Regions from separate parts of the Sus scrofa genome. Here region 2 is linked to region 1. Evidence: chromatin contacts called from public Hi-C data. All regions are on one chromosome and are shown on one strand. The core of a region is the stretch at or near the end of the contact, and the rest is flanking DNA. Distances in the headings are between cores, read along the strand shown. Region 1 has its middle 390 kb from the start of AGTPBP1. Region 2 overlaps NTRK2 (BDNF/NT-3 growth factors receptor).

Evidence for each region. Hi-C and Micro-C count contacts between places; a contact is called where the count stands out from the background.
Region 2: a contact with region 1 is called in a Hi-C map of brain, with 5 times the contacts expected there. The contact joins two enhancer-like sites. A contact is called at or near these places in 2 of 47 Hi-C or Micro-C datasets (brain and liver).

The regions. Positions count from the first base shown.
Region 1 is chr10:29,830,678-29,833,612 of Sscrofa11.1, reverse strand. No RefSeq gene overlaps it. Among named protein-coding and RNA genes, the nearest start is that of AGTPBP1, 390 kb to the right of the region's middle. Within about 2 kb of position 1,407, at least 14 of the 83 cell types and tissues checked have an H3K27ac peak or open chromatin away from gene starts, as enhancers often do. A contact at or near this core is called in brain, where this site is marked.
Region 2 is chr10:30,083,866-30,086,800 of Sscrofa11.1, reverse strand. The region is part of intron 17 of NTRK2 (BDNF/NT-3 growth factors receptor); the gene reads left to right. Among named protein-coding and RNA genes, the nearest start is that of NTRK2, 340 kb to the left of the region's middle. Within about 2 kb of position 1,565, at least 4 of the 83 cell types and tissues checked have an H3K27ac peak or open chromatin away from gene starts, as enhancers often do. A contact at or near this core is called in brain, where this site is marked.

The DNA.
Region 1 (2,935 bases), core at 158-2,657:
TTCAGATTTTTAGTCAGTCAGTCAGACCATGAAATGTATATCACCTTCCTAACCAACTATTTTGACCTCCACTCATCTCATCACTTGGGCTAATTAGCTAACCCTTACATGTGGATTTCCATAAGGATATTTGAAGTTCTAAGTATTTATCATTGAAGGACTCTTAGTCTACTTCAAATGTTGACTAATCATGCCCTCATCACAGATCAGATTTCACTTATACACGTATCACAGAGTTTATACTCTAAATTATTTCATAAGGAAATTACTATGGAGACAATATACATCAATAGACGACTAGTTAAATAATTTATAATAGACGGAAAAACAAAATGCTGTGCTGCTGTAAGAAAGAATGAGGGTACAGACACGAGCAACTATGGAAACATGGGATATTCTTTAGGTTATGCTTACGTTCTTTTTCTTGAGTGAAAAAAAAAAGGGTTTTTACGTTATGTGAATGTATCAGCACCTCTGGAAAAATACACAAATGTTTATATGGATTACATGAGGGACTAAAATAACACAAGGGTACTGAGATGGGAGAGACACATTTCAGTATTTACCTTTGGGACCATTTCAAAATAAGTTCAATATAAAAGATGAAACATAAAGAGTTTTCGAATAAGCCGTAGAACACTTTTTTGTTATCGGAGAGGTTCAGGGACTATTCATATAGTCATTCATTCTGTTAATGAAGGCTGAGGCCCCCGACACCCCAATGGTCAGTGATGCTTCTGCTCTTCTTTGTAAAACTGTCCTCAGCCTGGTGCTGCTCTTCTCCCTCTGTGACTGCACAGACTTTGACTTTGCAATGGTCACACGTTCCCACCTCTTGGATCCCCAGCCTCAGGCCACAAAGGCCTTCTGGTCCTTGGGATTGGGCACCTCTGGGTCAGCTCATCGGCACAGTCCGCTGCCTCACCCACATCCCGAAGAAAGTACACAAGAAGTTGATAAAGAATGGCATGCAATCCTATCCTCCTCAAGTAAAGGCGAATTCCTTCAGGGCCCAGAGGAAATATTCACAGCAAAGGCCAAAAACAACACGCAGGGCTGTTTTTTTCAAAAACGCTTCACAATTCACAGCGATTTTTGTTGATGTCATTGCCCTTAAATTAATGTCAAGGGAAAACTGGTGAACCTTTGTCCTCCAGGAAGTTTTCCTTCATCATCCCTCCTCCCACCCTTCTCCCTCCAACTTCTTTCATCCCCTCCCAATCAAAACACCACTAGCAACACCCCCTGCTAATCCCTATTTTGCTGTCAGGCTTAAATGGGTCAGAGCTTCAATCACTGGGGAAACAGGAGGCAGTTTGTTTGGTTTAGATGTGGGAATGTACAAACCCAGCTTAAAGGCTGGTTTTCATATGCTAATACCTTATAGGGAAGCACTCCTGCTGGGCTGGAGGCCACTAGCTGCAGCTGATAGCCCCAGTTTACAAGAGGGCATTGGCTAGGGGAGGACAAGCAGTCTCTCTTGACTTCTAAAGAAAACAGAGGTGGCAAACTGGCAGCTCACAGGCTTTACAGGCACATAGACAGCTTTGTGGGATGCCCACGCTATTTTCCAAAAATTTTAATTAGAAACTGATCTCTAAAACATTTGGAGATTCCACAGAATTCAGTATCTAATATCTCGTTGTTAGATCACAGCTGGCGATCCAAGACCTGAATCCCCCAGCACAATGCTTACACCAGCTGAGCTGCGACTGCCTCTTTAGACAAGGCGCACTCTCCCCCACAACAAGGGTCCAAGTACCTCCCTCTTCTGGTGACATCTATTGTTGAGTGACACACCGACCCCAAAAGTTGGTGGTTTATCATACGTGCTTTATTTTGCACATGATGTTATGGAGTCCCAACTATACTGCTCACAGGTCAATATAGGAGTTGTTGGGGCAGGGAATAGTGACTTTATTTTGAAAGCCAGCAACCAGAGAAGATGATGAGCCAGTGTCCCAAATAACTGTCTTACCCAAGTCAGAATTCAGGCTTCTTTTTATACTGAAAGGGGAGGAGGTATGATTGGTTGTTGCAAACTTCTTGGCATCAAAATCCTTTGTTCTTGCAGCTGTCCATGTAGGTCAGGTCACCAAAGATCCTGTAAACCTCCAACAAGACAAACAGTTGCTTTTTGTTTTGAAACTATGTATCTCTATATGAATGGAAAATTGTTGTACTTGTAAAGGTCAGAACCCTGAGAATGAGCTCTCCTGTATTTTAGACTATAGGCAACATTGTAAATGTGTAGCAAAAAGGTTAAAGTAAAAGAGAGAGATCTAATATGGAGTCAGGTCTGTTCTTCCCTATTGCAATGATTTTGTAGCATTGCAGGCAGCAGTTGGAATGCCGGCGCCAGCTTGCATGCATGCAGTGGGCTGCTTCTCTTTCCTTTCCCATCTTGGGTAGCTGGGAATAGGTAAGAAAAGGATCAAAGAGGAAGGAAGAGATATGAGAGAGAGGAAGTGAGTGAGGGGGATAGTTAAAGTATTTGTAGTTTCAGAAAAGTAAGATTCTGGGCAGAAGTTTGGGGGAGTATGCCCCAAATCCAACCAGGAATGGCCCCAGACCATCACGTCTATGTTTTAAATAGGCCTAGGCGTCACTGGTCTGTTCTCCGGTTTGAGACTTTTTTCAAGTCCCTCTGAGCTCCTCTCTTTCCAGCTAATTCTCTTCCTTTTTTCCTGTCATTCTGTTTCTTGTCATGAGTAGGAAGGTTATTCTGTTCCCATAATACAATGAGTGGAGAAGGACTGAGAATTAATATTTACTAAGACCCTACTATGTACATCAGGCACAGCATCACATTCATTACAAGTCCCAAGTGTAAGGGAAATCAGTTCCATCTCTCTCTCTCTTTTTGAGATATAATTGATGTATAACCTATGTTTCAGGTGTAAGACATAATAATTCAATATTGTGAAATGATCAC
Region 2 (2,935 bases), core at 316-2,815, 250 kb before region 1:
CTAGTTGTCAACCCCTTTCTTTACATTCTGGGTTTTTCATTCCCAAACGTTATGTACCTCAAAACCCTTTCAGATGAGAAGCAAAATTGGCTTGCTAACAAGCATAGTATTCCCATTATTAACCAAGTCAGCTGCTTCTGGTTACAAGAACCCAGTGTCATGAGTAATTTCTGTGCATTCAGTACCACCTGTGTGGTCTGCATGTCATCTGGGCAAAGCCGAACCAACCTCCTTGGGCCTCTGTGTGTGGGCCTCGATTGTGAAATGAGGGAGATGAGTCAGATGACTTCTATCGTCTTCCTAGCCCTAGCATTCTAAGCTCAAGTCACTTCCACTGAATTGAATATTTTCTGCACAGAGAAGACTTGAGATCAAGTCTTCGAGAACTTACAAGTCTGATGAAAATAAATATAAACAAAGCTGCACTTAGGTTCTTGCACAGGAGGTAAATTTTTGGTGAGCGCTCTTTTTTTTTTTTCAATGTGTTTCTTTGTTTTCTTCTCATAGATCAACTCCCATGAATCATTCAGGATTTTCTTCTGGATGCATTCATCTCCTGGCCTTACAGATAAGAGGATTGATTAGGTGGTATTTTCTTCTACCTTTTCTCTCTTGGAGGAATATCCCTCTAGTGGTCAAAAAAGTTTCTTTATTTATTAGCCTTATGCAGACTTGCATGGCTTCTTTGTCTTGGGTTGGATGTATGCAAGGAAATGCATAAAATGGACAGAGGAATGCGAAGTTATGGAAAACCTGACATTTCTCTTCATACCAGCCATATCTGCTATCGTGTTGTAGATTAGCATGATCTGTGGATAGCCAGGGCTTCTCCCCAAGAGGATTATCTCAGAGAGGCCCAGGAACCAACATAGCCACAGACATGAGATGGTTTTCAGGAAATGGTACACCCCAAGGTACATGCCTTGTGCGCTGTTCAAATAAGTTAAACATTGTCAACAGGTGTCAAGGTAATTCTTCAAGACCTCAGTTCTTATAGATGGCATTTCTGAGCTGCAGAAGATGCAAGGTCTTGCCCAACCTGAAGCCAGATTTTCTTTACCTCTTTAAGGCATAAAACAAGGCAGATTCCAATCTCATCACTCTTCACATCTCACTTATGAGACAACCATCCTTTATCCCTTCAGCTTGAAGACCTAGCAGGATGAAGAATGTGATGTGTTTGGTAGGAGGTCTCTAGTTGGGAAGGATGACTTTTCCATCTATAAACCCAGCTCAGTTTCTCAAATGAGGAGAAGACCAGTTTCTCTTCCCTTGGTTCCCTCCTCCTGGAGGTTGGCTAAGAGCTTTTGAGTGGAGGACGTGGCGCCTCCCCTTTCCATGTCCCTGCCGGCTTCATCCTCCCCTAAGCAAGTTCAAGGAACTCGCTGGCAGGTTGGGGTTAAAAACACATCCCCTGGGTGGGGCACATTTCCAAGAAAGAAAGCTTTACCAAAGGAAAGAAGTGTGGGAAAGCAACATCCACTGGAATGAGATCAGGATGTTCTGAGCCCCAGCCCGGTGCTGCCTGCCTCTCCCACCCGGGGCTGCAGCTTGGCGGTGCCAGAGGCACTCATTGCCCTAGGCAGCTCTGGGGACACCTTGGAAGATGGCACCCACCCCAAGGGGGATACGCACAGCGGCAGCAGGCAAAGAAAGGCCACCCAGGGGAAGCTCTCAGAGGAAGGAAGGTTCCCTTAAGGAACGGTCAGCAAGACATTCTTAGCCCAGGACTCATGAGAAGGGGAGCTTTTTTCTCTTTCCCAAAATGCAAATAGCCTCTGTCCTTGGAATAAGGAAGATGGGTTGCTAGGCAATGACTTCTCAACAAGCTCTCCCCCTGCCCGTGTTTCCTGACCCCGAGAACAATGGAGACTTTTCAGCGAGTGGAACCAACTGAAAATGGAACCAGAGATGAAGGAAGGCCTGGCTCACAGAGTATGGGAAGAAAAATGTAATAGGAATAAGCTGAGCTCTAGAAAGCCCAAAAGAGATTTCGTTTCTTACCATCACCCTGGCGTTGTCATCACAAGCCAACTACTATAAGCAATGCAGCAGCCACTGTCCTGTGTGATCCCATTCGTGGTGACTCAGGCGACTCTGAGGAGTTATTACCAGTTAATTGGGAGTTCTTGGGTCTCAGCCTCTTTATCAGTGAAATAATGGTGTATTTATTATTTATTGTTTTTGTTTTGTCTTTTTAGGGCCGCACCCACAGCATATGGAGGTTCCCAGACGAGGGGTCCAATTGGAGCTGCAGTTGCCAGCCTCCACCACAGCCCAGCAATCAGGATCCGAATCGAGTCTGCAATCTACACCACAGCTCACAGCAACGCCGGATCCTTAACCCACTGAGTGAGGCCAGCAATGGAACCAAGTCTTCATGGCTACGAATTGGGTCTGTTACCACTGAGCCATGATGAGAACTCCCTGAAACAATGTTTGGAATTATATATATATATATATTTTTAAAACAATCTTTTTAGCAATTCCCATGTTTTGTTGGATCCTGTCAGAGCTCAGATAAGAAATAGGTAACAAACTGAAATTGAGTAATAGAAACATTCGAATAAAAGGACGATTTATGTGGGTAGATTTATGTGGATAGGCTTGAGGGACATCACAAGTGTACGACCCTATTGCCTTTTGGTCTGAAATGACAGGAGGAAGGAGTAGTTACCTGAATCCAGGAAGGATAGCTACCTGGAGAGGGCCACCTGGCTGGAGCTGTGACTTTTGGTAGAAGGGTGTAGCCAGCCTGTAATGCCTCCACATGCAATATCCTGCCCTCTGAACCCACGGGAAGCCTGAGGTCAAGGGGACTGAACCCAAGTGCATGAATCAGCTCCAGGTATCCTGACAAAATGCCACAGACCAGGTGGCGTAAACGAAGGGAACTTATTTCTCACAGTCTGAAGGTCAGGGTGCCAGCACACTC